3 separate regions of the Mus musculus genome follow, and regions 2 and 3 are each linked to region 1. Evidence: chromatin contacts called from public promoter capture Hi-C data. All regions are on one chromosome and are shown on one strand. The core of a region is the stretch at or near the end of the contact, and the rest is flanking DNA. Distances in the headings are between cores, read along the strand shown.

Region 1 (4,543 bases), core at 1,457-3,956:
ATGAATGCGAGTGCCCAGGAAGGCCAAAAGGCCACACTCTTCAGTTTCCTTTGCAAAAGCCAGTGCTCTTAACTGCTGAGCCAGCTTTCCAGTCCCCATTTTACTATTACATTTCTCGATTGATGTGGTGGTACACACCTCTAATCTCAGTACGCAGAGGCGGGTGGATCAGGTCCAGGTCAGCCAGAGCTATACAATAAAACCCTATCTCAAAAATTTCTATTTGCGCGCTGGAGAGATGGCTCAGTGGTTAAGAGCACTGACTGCTCTACTGAAGGTCCTGAGTTCAAATCCAGCAACCACATGGTGGCTCACAACCATCCGTAATGAGATCTGGCACTCTCTTCTGGTGTGTCTGAAGACAGCTACAGTGTACTTAGATATAAATAAACCTTAAAAAAAAAACTGGGTAGTGGTTGCACATCCTTAAAAAAAAATTTCTATTTGCTAACAGGGGATGGTACTGCTGTTATATGCAAGGGAAAAGAGTAAATCAGTCAATCAATTAATCAATCTCCAGAGCTTGGTGTGGTGGCTATACGCTCAGCATTTGGGGAGACTCAAGGGTAAGGAATTCGAGCCCAACCTGAGCTACTTAAGACTTTGTCTCAGAAAAACAAGCAAACTAACAAATTTAAAAAAATTTTTACAACTGTTAAAATAGATGAGTATGTAGAAATAATGAAATTACTAACAGGAGACTTCCTTCACTTTAAACTGCCTCCTCAGAAAACCAATCTTTCCTACTGGCAATGTGGAAGATGACTTTATCTTCTCAGCCAACTAAAAGCAGACACCACAGCAGAAATCCACGCAACTCTTAAATCGCTCAATGTACGATGGGATATGTAGTCTTGTGGAAAGCAGGCACAACAATTTTTAGTAGAAAGACAAGTCTGAAGTCAGGTGCCTGGGGCATTCAGAATAAAAGGATCATGAAATGAAGGCTAACTAGGCAATAGGAGACCCTATCTCAAAAGAAAAAGAAAAAAAAAAGAGGCTAGAGTAAGAAGAGGTCAGCCTAGAGTGTACAGAGACTTGTTTCTTAAGAATATATATGTTCTCATGTGTGTGTGTTTCAATGGGGATTGGACATGCTAGGCAAGCACTGAACCATATTCCAAAGCCTTGACTAAAAACTCTAATTGTGTAAGAGCCCACAATTCTTCAATTGTATGACCTCCTTCAGACAAAGAAGCCAGACCCAAGCGACACCCCCTCAGTTAACAGCACCATTATGTAACTATGATAAATTCGGAGAGAACACGAATTCTAGAGACATATAGATGCTATCTATAATGTGTAATCAATGTGACTGTCAACCACAGAAGCCTGAACTGAAACACAATTTGCTTCCTGCCTCTTTAGGCAGTCTTCACTACAGGACTTTTGAGTGTGACCATCTAAGTCAGAGAAGCTAGAGATGTTAACAATCCCACTGGGTCAGAAGCAAAGGTAAGTTACAGTGTAACTATCACACTCTGTCTTACTGATACTTTTGAACAGGTTTGAATTAAGGGTCATTGTGCTAGGAGGGAAAAAATATTGACATCCTCTAAACTGTATGCCCTTGTAATAAATAATTGGTAAATTATCCTATCCACTACTCTAAGTGACAAAACTAGAAATCCTATTTGCTCTCCCTTCCCAAGCAAAGTTTTTATTTGGGGTCACACCCACTCGATAGAACTTACCCTTTTCTTAGGTTAAGCAGTGGTAACTTTCTTATCCAGAATGTTATCATTTTCTAGAATTATTTAATACTGAAATTATGATAGGTCCTAGTGAAATAATTCTTGTTGGTTTACTCTTTTAATAAGAGGCCTCTGCAGCTTAATGTAAAATAGTGTAAGCCATGCCATGAACCAACTAATGGCCTGTCTCAAGAAAGCACTTAGGATCTTTCTGCAGCTACAGAGTGACCTTGGTTAGAAACCAATGGCTCTAATGGGGTGGAGACAAAAAGAGAAAAAAAAAAAACCCCAGAACCTCACCACTTAAAAGAGGACCTCTGCCTCCTCTCTGAAGGCTTTGGGATGCCAGCCTTGTCTGCAGACCTGGGGACACATACACTGACTCACCTAGATACTGAAAGATAGACCGGAGGGGGAGGGGATGGGAGAACCCTCCACATAGGAAGTGCTGCAAGAACGCGGAGGTAAGGACGTGGCCCTACCCTGGAGTTTAGGCTTTCTGCTTTCCGGATCTGCCCCCGTCCCCACCCTACCTCGTCCTCACCCCACCCCCCACCCCGGGCGGAGCGCCTCCCGGTTCCCCACCGACTGGCAATGAGGCAGCCGCAGCCAGGCCTGCTAGATAGTGGAGGGCGCCCGCGCTGCGTAGGCCCAACCGCTCCCGCGCCCAGCCGGTCCTCCGGCCCTGATCCCGCAAAGTGGCCTCACCAGGGGGCGAAGAACTCGACTAGCATGAGCCCCGCCGAGCCCGTGTCGGAGACGCGACTCTCGAAGTTTTCGTCCGTCAGTTCCAACACATCGGAGGCGGCGGCGAGACGGGCCGAGGCGAGCAGCAGCGCCACGCCCGGGAGCAGAGCTAGGCAGCTGAAGCGCATGGCGGCGGGTCGCGGTCGGAGGGCCGGGACCGGAGAAATGAGATGGGAGAGCCCGCAATCTGCAGCCGCTTGCCTGCGCTCGCGCGTCTGGCCCGGGCAGACCCGCTGCCGAGGTCCCAACCCCCTAGGCCTGCTCGGGGCCCGCAGTGTGGCAGCCGCCGATTGGCTGCGTCACGCAGCGTCGGGCGGGCGGAACAGCTGGTAACTGCCGATTGGCGGGCGCGCGGGGCGAGGCGGGGCGGACGCTTAGGCGAACGCCCGCCGGTCTGGCTGTGGCGGAGGCCTGGACGGGGGGTCGGTGGGAAGTAGGGGGCTCAGCGAAGCCGGAGCGGCCCTGAGCGCCACCCGCTGGGGAGGAGTGAAGCTCTGGGCGCCGGCGCGGAAGGCGGAGGGGTGAAGTCAGGGCTGAGTGGGCGGAAGTGAGGCCCGCGAAAGGGCTGGAGGGGAGCTTGAGCTGTCTGTCCGGCTCCCTCCCTCCGGGGCATTGGGGCGCGCACGCACTTGAGCGCACCGCGACACGTTTTCCAAATGTCAGGCTGTTGCTTTGTCCAATTATAGGGCGTAGTAAGTCTACATCCTGCCGCTGCCCTACCTCGTATCCTGCTTTGTCAGGTCCACGTGAGGTCTGTATTCTTTGTCCAGCCTTAGGCCTCTGCCCTCCCTGCCTGCTGCTCCCCCCCCCCCCATTGTTGTTTGTTGGTTTGTTTGAGAGGGTGGGTAGCTGAGGATTGAGCCCAGAACCTTGCACATTGCTGGGCAAGTGATCCAACACTGGATTACATCCCTAGTCCTCTTTTGACTTTTTGAGTCATGTTCACACCAAGGTGTCCAGGCTGGCCTTGACTTCATACTGTAATCCGCGAAGGTCTAGAACTTTCCATCCTCTGGCCTCAGCCTCTCGAGTGGCTGAGACTGATAGTGTGCACTACGTACTAATAGGCACAGGCTCAGCTTTCACCTTTTTTTTTTTTTTTTTTTTTTTTTGAGGCAAGGAGGATTGGCTGCCCTGGAACTCACTATATAGACCAGGCAAATGTGGAACTCAACAGAGATCCACCATCCTCTTGAGACTGGAATATCTGTCTACACTGCCTGCCTTTTAAACTGATTTTTGTTTGTTTTTCAAGATAGTTTCTCTGTGTAGCCCTGGCTGTCCTTCACTAGGCTGTCTTTGAGCTCTGAGATTTGCCTGCCTCTATCTCCAGAGCGCTGGGATCCAAGCCATGGGCCACCTGCCTAACATTTAAGCCTAATTTTCAAAAAGAAGTGTTTAATTACAAATGCTGTCAGAAAGTGAAAATAACCCGAATATTTAGTTAGCTGTGAAGATATTTCTTATGACTTTTGTTTTTGTTTTTTTTTTGTTGTTGTTGTTGTTTTTGGCTTTTCGAGACAGGGTTTCTCTGTGCAGCCCTGGCTGTCCTGGAACTCACTTTATAGACCAGCCTGGCCTCTAACTCAGAAATCCGCCTGCCTCTGCCTCCCAAGTGCTGGGATTAAAGGCGTGCACCACCACTGCCTAGCTTCTTATGACTTTTATGTCTTTTGCTTAGATGAAAAACAAAATCCGTACCGAACAACAACAAAATACCTTTGAGTCTTTCAATGTGTTTATTCTTAACTGCTCATAGCTTTTTTTGTGTGGGCTTCTTGAATCTCTAAAAGGCAAAGAAGCTGGGGGAGGAGAGAGCCTGCTAATTGTAGTATAATTCTTAAGCATGACATCCTTGGTTCTACTTTCTTAACAGACATGGCACAAGAACAAGGACATTTCCAGCTGCTCAGAGCTGATGCTATCCGTTCAAAGCTCATTGACACTTTCTCGCTCATAGAGCATTTGCAGGGCTTGAGCCAAGCCGTACCAAGGCACACTCTCCGGGAGATACTTGGTTAGTAACCCTCATTCACACTAAACGTGATATTCCTGTCCATATCCTCAAGAGAAAGTGAGACATACTTAAGGGTGGAGCCAGG
Region 2 (4,543 bases), core at 1,379-3,878, 1.9 Mb after region 1:
GAGGGAAGGGAGGAGAGGGGAAAGGGGAGGGGGAGGAAGAAGAGGAGGAGGAGAAGGAGGAGAAGGAGAAGAAGAAACAAATCTCTGCTACCTAGAGATTTGATGGGTCCTACTTAAATACACTGATGGCTCAATTCCTAAGGTAGAGGAATGGCATTGTAGCTAAGTAGGGTGTAACAGTTGCTGAAAGCCACCGAAACACTCTATGTTAATTTATCAAAAATTAATCCATTCATGCATCAAAACCCAATTCCTATACCCTACAAAGCCAGCTCATAGACTCTCTTCCCTAAATTCTGAAGGTGGATGCTGTACGTTTTTAGCTTCCTTATGCCCTGATGCTAATCACAACTTGTCTCTGGCTTATCTCCCTGGCCAGGTTGTGGGTGTCTTGTTACCATCTGCTCTCAATGTCTAGCATAGTATTAAACAGGCACTGGGAAAACTCACTTTTTGTTTCATTAGGTTTTCCCAATCAATATATACAGTGGTTTTGCTGGGAATTTAGGGTATCTTTGTCATATTTGAGTTACTGTTGGGTAACCAGGATAATAGTTCTTACATGATCACTTAGGTTTGTCCATGAGTCACAAGGAAAAACAACTCAGTCCTACACCCAGGACTAATGAAATTGGAATGACATCACTGTCCCATTCATTCTGAAAAGAAAACAGCTTTTCCTCAATTAAGCATGGTGGCTCATACTTATATTCCCAGCACTTGGGGGGGCTGAAGCAAGAGGACTGTCATGAGTTTGAAACCAGCCTGGGCTATGTAGTGAATTTTTCTGTTTGTCTTGTTTTGTGTTGTATTTTGTTTTTCATGACAGAGTTTCCCTCTGTAGCCCTAGCTATCTTGGAGCCTGTTATGTAGATCAGGCTGATCTCAAATTCTGCTCCCTTTGGAGTGTTGGGATTAAAGGTATGGACACCACCAGGCCCAGTTTATGTAGTGAATTCTAAGCAAGTCTGGGCTACAAGGTAAGATCTTGTATCAAAAAACAAAAGAAAACAAAACAATAGCTTGCTCCATACTCACTATACTTCCCCATGACGTGACTCTGGGCTTTAAACATAATCAGAGAGAAGTCATTACATTTACAAGTAGGGTCAGAGGTAAAAGCTTGCTAAATCCAACTGTGTGCATTTTTACTCATGGAATCCTTAAGCGTGACTGGCCAAACTCTATAAAAAGCTAAGTATTCTCTGTCATTCACTCAAAATTGGCCACATATTAGTAAGGGATTAAAAGCAAAGCAACCTGACAGGGGGTGGGGCTAGACCACATCTCTTTCAACCTGAATACTCTAGAAAGTTTAACTTGTCAGACAGCCAGAACAACTTGTCATTTACCCAAGGACTCATTCCTGGAGAATTCCGTAGTTCCCTGTACTCCTTGGCACGATCTGCCACTGGGTTATTTGCTCACATTATCATCAAAGACAGGTACCATGAAGACATGGCTTACGAAAATCAAAGAGAGCCGCAAAGGATCACTGAGAAAGCATTGTAGCCATACAATTGTATCATACACTACCAAGGGCCTTTCAAAGGTATGGAGGTGTTTTCTGTGCTTCTCAATTCCCAAAGCCCTGTTGCTCCTTTGTTCAGGTTAACAAGGAAGAAACTAGAGTATGTATGTTTCTGGTACAAATTCACAGATTTTGGAGTACATCCAATTTCAATATCAATTGCATAAAGTACAGCAACACAGCAGATATCAATATATATAAAAATAGGACAAATGTCTTCACTGTGTCTTTAAACCTTGACCACTATACCCGTGGCTTTTCTCCAACGATTCAGATTTAAAAGCCTCACTCGGGTTTTTGGACTCTTGATTGCTTAGAGGTCTTCAGTTCCTGGTCACAAGCCTTTCTCTATGATCTTCTTTGTTGAGTTTTTCCCTGTGTGTGATTTTAGTAGTTTTAGCTCTTGCTCAGAAACCTCATTAGGATGTATAACGTTTTCTCCAGGAACCATTCACATTTCCTGGATTTGCTTCTACTTTATCTACTGTTCAGGATGCTTCTGTAGGAGGAACCATAAGGAAGAAAATTCGCGGACCTTCACGGGCAAGAGTGGAGTGGTGGTGTCTGTGCTCGAGATTCCGGGCTTTTGAGCAAGACAGCACCGGAGGAACCACATCCCGGCTCCAAGAAGCTACAGATGAACGTACAGGTATTCTAGCCTTCGGTTACCCAAAGCACCGGAGGCTGCATGGGACCATCCCAACAAAGTCACCGCACCCCAGATCAAGCCCTCAGCGACGACCGCTGTCAGTACTGAGGCCAGCCGAAGGCGCCGGGCCGCCTTCCCACCCCCAACCCGAACTCACAGCCAGTCTCCTTCTTGATCTCCTCGAGCTCTTCGTCCCGCAATAACGTGGAGGCCCGAGACCCCATCACCGTGACGGGAGCTCCTCCGGGAGCGGCAGCGCCAGAAGCAGCAGCGGCAGAAGGGAAGGAGGGAGGGAAGGGCCAGGGGTCAAGAAGGGAGAGGGCACTGTTTCTCTTGCGGCCCGGGGAGAGAAACAAGGGGTGGAGCGCGGGGGAGGGCGGCCCGACACCAGCCAATCGGGAGCGAGGCCGCGCCCTGCGCAGGCGCTAACGTCAAAGCTTGGCTCTCGAGCCCGGAATGAATCAGCCCGGAGGCTGCGGGAGTCCGAAGGGAAGCAGGCCCCGCCCCGCGGAACCAGGGCAGCCGCCGGACTTAAAGCGGCGATACCGCTGTGGCGCTAGGGACTGCACTTAAAAGGGCAGTGCGGTCTCGCCACTGTGTTCGAACAAACCAGAGGCAAACTCACTAGGGTAGCCAGCAGGTTTTTCACAGGACTCAGGTACCAGGAGTCCCACCCTACAGGTGACGGAGACTCAGGAGAGAAACCAAACCCACGAAACGAGGGACAAAACCCTAAGGTGGATCCCCAGAGTAGTGCAGTGCACTCTTTCTTGCTCGCTCTCCATCTCTCTGTATCTCTCTATCTCTTTTTCTCCCTCCTTTCTCCTCTCCTCTCCTCTCACTCTCACTCCCCTGGTCCTAAGAATAGGGAGTCCACAGCCACTGTGGCCCAGCACGCCTAGAGACTGCATCTTTCCTGCGCTCCTCCCCCCGGCCGCAGGGGGCGCTGAGAGCCGCCTGGGGTTTGCATGGCTCCTGGCAGCATCTTTTCTGCTCTCTCTACCCCGGCCGCAGGGGGCGCTGGGAATGGGCTCGAGGCTGCGCGCTGATTGGCTCCTCCGGAAAGAGGCAAGTAATTCACCCGGAGGGCGAGGGCGTGGTCGGCTCTGCGGCTTCAGTGGCTGGCGTTGAGAACTTTTTTGCGTCAAAGCTGTGCCGGGATAACTCCCAGAATTTTTTTTTTTTTTAACAGTAGTCCCTCGTTAGTTTAAGGAACTCACCATTTGACTAGAATTAAGGTCGGAATTTCTCAAACTCCTTTGCTGTGGGGACAGAGGACCCTGAAGGTGAGAAAGATTGTGACCGAGCACGGTTTATTTATTTGGATTTTTTCTTGTCTTAAAAATTAGGATTTTTAAGCCTGGCCAAGACTAGTCAGGGCTTTTCTGGAAAAGAGAATCATTTCTCCACTTCTAGAAAGGGTTTTACAGGCTCAGGCTGTCCTGAGCATAAACTCCTAATTCTCCCATGAGTGGCAAATCTTTAAACAGGATTTCCCAATATTGCCTAGGCTGGGCTCAACTTGCATCTTTCCTGCTTTCACCTAACAACTGCTGGCTTACGGTTTAAAAATCCGAATTTTTTTTCTTTTTGGTTTTTCGAGACAGGGTTTCTCTGTGTAGCCCTGGCTGATCTGGAACTCAGTATGTACATCAGGCTGGTCTTTAAGTTAACAGAGATCCACCTGCCTCTGCCTTCCAAGAGCTGGGATCAAAGCCAGGTGCATTTTATTCTTCTGGTATTTTGTTTGTGCTGATGAAAAAGCTGAAAGCTGCATGTTAGTGTACACCCTCTCAAGTGAAGCCTTAGTTTTCCTGTAGCTTCACGAGTCTGATCCCTTCACTCCTTGGTTTAGAACCAGCTTACTACCTAGATATCGTAGCACCTTTCTCAACTCACCTTAGACTACTAGCTTCAAAGTTACTCGGGCTGAGTCCTGCAAGGCCTCCCTGCCCACTAAATTTCTAGTCTGACTCAGTTGTTTTCCTAATTATCCCTGGTTAACTTACCCATTGAGATCATAACTGTGGTATGGAAATCTTGAGGTCAGATGTATACATAATCCCATTCTCAGTTGGCCTGGAAGCTCATCTCTTCATCCTGACCTTTTTTTCCTTCCTAATTTTTATTTATTTATTTTAAAGATTTATTTATTTATTATATGTAAGTACACTGCAGCTGTCTTCAGACACTCAGAAGAGGGCGTCAAATCTCATTCTAGATGGTTGTGAACCACCATGTAGTTGCTGGAATTTGAACACAGGGCCTTCGGAAGAACAGTCAGTGCTCTTAACCGCTGAGCCATCTCTCCAGTACCCCCTTCCTAATTTTTAATCTGTCTTTAGGGCTATATTCAATTAAAC
Region 3 (4,543 bases), core at 675-3,174, 1.0 Mb after region 1:
TGAAGGCTATGGGAAAGGAGGAAGGCACTTTTAAGATAATAGCCACAACACCAAAACCTGAACTCTCAACCAAGCCAAACAAGCAACTTACTCTCCTATTTAAAGAGCAAAATATTTTCAGGACATATACTTCCAGAGAGTTTAGACCTGAAGACACAGTGTACCTAAATGTTCTATTAAAGTCTAACATACAACTGCAAGATAAGGCTCCGAATCCTTTTAAAAAAAGATATGTGCAGGTGCCAGAGTCAGAATAGAAACAAATACAGAAGAAGGAAAAACTGCTAAGAGGATTCCAACAATCTATAGGTTAATATTCTTTAACATCAAGTTTCCAGAACTGTATCTGGAATAAAATGTAAGAAGATATACATTACTACTATTTATATGTATTTTGACTAGCCTTTCTCTGGTTAAAACAACTATAAGCTATAAGGGGGTTGGAGGGTGAGGAGCACTCGCTTTGGTGAAGAGGTGTGGCTTTCTGCACCTGCAGTTAGTGAGTTCATGATTTTGAAAGAAGCTAAACTATAAAAACAGGTCGGGAGAGATAAAACACACCTAGTCATGCCAAGAAACTTTTATAGTGAAAAAAGAAAAAAAAAGAATAAGAAAAAAAAGAAAGAAATACCCTCATTAAACTCTGGTTTGGCACCGTTTATTTTAATCCAGTGTGCAAACATGAGGAGACCTTGCTGTCTTCCGTTTCCAGTTGAATGAGCCTTGGGGAGGGGCAGCCCGCTCAAAAATCCATTTAAGAGTTTGGAAGGCAACCTTTCCACTGTTAAACTTATCTAATCCTCCTGAAAGTACTTTATGAGAGGTTAGCTATTAACATTACCCAAATCCCCGCAGAACCAATAAAGAACGATGAAGCAAATAGCAAGCATTCAAGGAAGTGCTTTAAAACCTAAGTGAAGCCATCAAAGCTAGAAGGTTGTTTTTGGAGTCCGTTCTTGGGGGGAGCAATTGCCCTTTACCTGATTTCCTCTTTCTCAGCTGCTTCCATGGCACAAGGATGTTAACTCTGCCTGACTCCTAACTCTCAGGCCACAGTCTCAGGCGATCTTTAAAAAAACGGTGACAAGCAGGCTTGCTAAATTATAACCCGTACTTCATCACAGTCAAGAGTCCCCTTCGGGCAGAAGCCAATCTTAATTTTTTTTCATCTGGTATTATCTCAAGCGTAAACCAGCGTCTTTACAGGGATAAAGTACTTGGTAAATATTTCTAGGTTGAGAGTGGCTGATGAACTTTGCTTTTATTGGCGGAGATGTGCTCGCTGCCCTAGAGGTTAAAATCTAAGAGTGTGAGAAACAGGAAGCACCACCAATAAGGGTCAGTCTTAGTGGCTGTCACTCTACAATACCGAAAGCTGACCTGATCTCTCCTCACTTTTAGTTTCGAATGGGGAGTACAGTCTGGATCACTGCTGGACGCTGATGTCGCCTGTCAAACTATGCTGCAGCTGCCCCACAGTCTTTCAGGGTCAAAAGGGACTTTGGAGCTAATGAATCGTTTCTACTTCAGCCCCGTCACATTCCAGGCTCTGTTGCCACAGCTCGACAGCCAGAGAACTCAGTACTTGATGTCAATCATGCATCCAGTGTGCGCGCTTCTACAGACGTCTGGCCTGCGCCTGACCTTGACTTGGAAAGGATGAGGGGCGGGAAGAAGCAGGAAAAGCAAAGCCTTGGCCGCTGCACTGAGTTCCTTTAAGGGCTGGAAGAACAGAGGGAAGCACTAGACCTCAAAACTCTGCTAGTTCACCTCCAGGCCACGATCGCAGGGAAACAGGAGGACGCCTGCGCAGTAGACTCAAAGTTTCTGGGGCGCTCTGAGCGTCTGTGGGAAGAAGCACAGTTTCAAGGACCCGGATAATCCCGCCCACAAAGTAGCGCCGGAAGAGGGTGGGACGAGCCGGAAGAAGGCGGAACTACCTAGCCGGAAGAAGGCTCAATACTTTGGGTAGGCGCTTCATGGCTGTGAAGATGGCGGTGGCTGCGTGGCTTCAGGTGTCTCCTGTTATTTTTCTTCTTTTAGGGGCGCAGCCGTTCCCATTATCGTTTCTTGGTGCAGGTCCGGCACCCGTGTTTGCTGCAGATAGATCGAAGTGGCACATTCCGATGCCGTCGGTGAGTGTTGGGGTCGCTACTGAGCCTGAAGGGGGTAAGAGGTGGGGCTACGGTGGCCCAAGGGGTCCAGGAAGATTTCTGGAAAGTCGGGTTCCCAAAGTGAGTGGAATACCCAGAGCGTCCGTGTAGCTGCCGACGGGATCCCACCTGCCCTGAGCTGAGAGCTGAGCTATTTGCTGTAGGCGAGGAGTGTCAGGGGCCAAGCGTGTTCTTACCGGGAAAGTAACAGAACTTTAAGCATGGAACAGGAGAGAAACTTAATACACAGGGAGAGATAGTAGTTTCTCTTTCAGCTAGAATGTTACAAAATCCAGTACTAGGGCTGGATGAAAGGGAGATGTGAATAGAAGTCTTTATTTTTAACTCGTGTGTGTGTGTTTGTAAAAATAGTCCTACGGATGAAGGGTTTTGATTTGGTTTAAACTTGGAAACGTCTTTTGTGATTAGGGGACTTGGAGATTCAAAAATGCATTTTAACATGGGAATAGCCAAAACGAAACAATTCTAAAATGTTGTGTAGTAAGGATAGTCTTTTGTTTGGATAGTTAACTGATAAGTCGACCCATTTTAGAATCTCGTTTGACTTAGTACAGTACTTTGAACCAGAAAAACCAGATTTTGGTGAGAACTGCTTTAAAAACCATTAGCCATTTCGTTGACCTTTTTGCCTTTTTTTTTTTTTTGTCCTGTTCACTGTACATTTATATGGCAAATATTACAGGTTGTATTCATGTTGGTAAAGGGTTTTGGGCTTTGAGTTGTAGTTTTCTGTTTGTTACTGAAATGATTAATAGTTAAGTCCTTTTACATGTAAAAGTAAAACTGCTGAAAGTTTATTCAAAAGTCGGTTGTTCTGAGGGATGATTCGTGAGTAAAAAAGGAACTGTCCAGCTCAAGCCACTTTGAAGTTAGGTTGAAATTTGTAGCAGCCTCCCACTCAAGAGTCCCTGCTCTGTGGCCTGTAGGGAGCGGCAAGAGCCAATAGTTAGGATATGACTGACTTTCACTAAAGAAAATGTTGTTACTGTCTTTTTGATTAAGAAAATTTTGAATATTTTATAAATGTAGGTATTCATATTCTGCCTTGAAAATCGAAATGCCCTGATGTTAATTATCTTCCCTTTATCTTTTCAGGGGAAAGGTTATTTTAATTTTGGAAAGATTCTTTTCAGAAATACTACCATCTTACTGAAATGTGAGTTTCTAAACTTCATTGAGTTATTCGGATCTTTTAAACTTAGAAAATTATTCTCTACCCTAGTTTGCTTCTGTGTGCGCGCGCGCATTTGTGTGCATGTAGGAACATGTATGCATGTGTGTGAAGGTCAGAGGTCAGTTACTTGTGTCTTCCTCAGTTGCTGTCAGCCCTGTTTTTTGAGACAAGGACTCTCTCCTTGAACTTGGAGCTTGAGGTTTGGCTAGACTGGCTGACCAGCCAGCCTCAGGGATCTTCTTGCCCGCTTCTTTGGCACTGGAATTACAGGCATGGATTTTTACATGGATGCTAGGAATCTGAACTCAGGTGCTGATGCTTGCTGTGACAGGCAGGCATCTTACCAACAAAGCCATCTCCCTAGCCCCTTAATGTATTTTTAAGTCCAGAACTTTAATAACCTGGCACTGTTTAGATAAAAATATTTAATTTATAAGTCCTATCTGTGAGCAATATTCTGAGTACTTATATGAATTTTTATTGTCTTATTGTTTTTCAGTTTGCTGTTATGTATAGATACACTATTATATGTAGCTTATATTATATATTTGTATTACATACTTAATGTATACTTTATTGAATTCATATTGGCTGTATGTTATACAGTGTGTATGTATATTTATGTACATAAATTATATTTTTAATCATAGTTAAGTTGAATTATATTTAATTTTGTTTGTAGAGTGCTTACATCATTTTTAGATCTGTTCTGAGTCAGGACAAGATTTTGTGCTTGTGTGCTTGTTAGCTATTTACTGAAAACATGGCCCAAGATTGTGAGACCATTGACTAAGATACTCAGTATGTTTACCAAGGGAGTGTTTAACACTTCAAGGAACATTGAGTTCAAGGATATTACCAGGAAATAGGGACTGTATAGAAGAAAGCCAGTTTTTCTAGTGAGAGAAACAAAAGATCTGAAGCCAAACTGTGCTCTGTTTTTGAGATGGGGATAGTATTCTAGATCATCACTGTCATGTGACTTTGTTTGTTTGTTTGGAGACAGAGTTTTTCTCTGTAGCTTTGTGACTGTCTTGGAATTCACTCTGTACACCAGGCTAGCCTGGAACTCACCGAGATCCATCTATCTTTGCCCCTGCAAGTGCTGGGATTAAAGGTGGTGCACCACCACGGTCTACCAGGCTTCTCTGGTTTTTGAAATAGGTTCTTACTATGTAGCCCAAGGCCAGCCTTA

Evidence for each region. Promoter capture Hi-C pulls out the DNA fragments that hold promoters and counts their contacts.
Region 2: a promoter capture Hi-C map of liver shows a contact between it and region 1, with 2.7 times the contacts expected there. The contact joins the promoter of Exd1 here to the promoter of Pdia3 in region 1. A contact is called at or near these places in 2 of 39 promoter capture datasets (both in liver), 1 of 484 Hi-C or Micro-C datasets (B cells), 1 of 115 datasets of contacts at active chromatin or transcription factors (astrocytes) and 2 of 9 other capture datasets (adipose tissue and pancreatic islet).
Region 3: a contact with region 1 is called in a promoter capture Hi-C map of liver, with 2.4 times the contacts expected there. The contact joins the promoter of Tmem87a here to the promoter of Pdia3 in region 1. A contact is called at or near these places in 4 of 39 promoter capture datasets (hippocampal neurons, liver and neural stem cells), 2 of 484 Hi-C or Micro-C datasets (CD4 T cells and LSK cells), 3 of 115 datasets of contacts at active chromatin or transcription factors (astrocytes, extraembryonic endoderm stem cells and large pre-B cells) and 2 of 9 other capture datasets (adipose tissue and liver).

Annotation. Positions count from the first base shown.
Region 1 is chr2:121,412,065-121,416,607 of GRCm38.p6, reverse strand. It overlaps Pdia3 (protein disulfide isomerase associated 3), which reads right to left and starts at 2,706. Exons shown (of 13, transcript NM_007952.2): 1 at 2,403-2,706. The coding sequence starts at 2,569. Catsper2 (cation channel, sperm associated 2) reads left to right here and starts at 2,816. Exons shown (of 13, transcript NM_153075.3): 1 at 2,816-3,192; 2 at 4,318-4,458. The coding sequence starts at 4,320.
Region 2 is chr2:119,545,712-119,550,254 of GRCm38.p6, reverse strand. It overlaps Exd1 (exonuclease 3'-5' domain containing 1), which reads left to right and starts at 2,628. Exons shown (of 13, transcript NM_172857.2): 1 at 2,628-3,248; 2 at 3,373-3,466. It overlaps Chp1 (calcineurin-like EF hand protein 1), which reads right to left and starts at 2,548. Exons shown (of 7, transcript NM_019769.3): 1 at 2,338-2,548. The coding sequence starts at 2,404.
Region 3 is chr2:120,401,497-120,406,039 of GRCm38.p6, reverse strand. Tmem87a (transmembrane protein 87A) reads left to right here and starts at 1,924. Exons shown (of 20, transcript NM_001110496.1): 1 at 1,924-2,135; 2 at 3,270-3,330. The coding sequence starts at 1,980. It overlaps Ganc (glucosidase, alpha; neutral C), which reads right to left and starts at 2,144. Exons shown (of 24, transcript NM_172672.2): 1 at 981-2,144. The coding sequence starts at 1,009.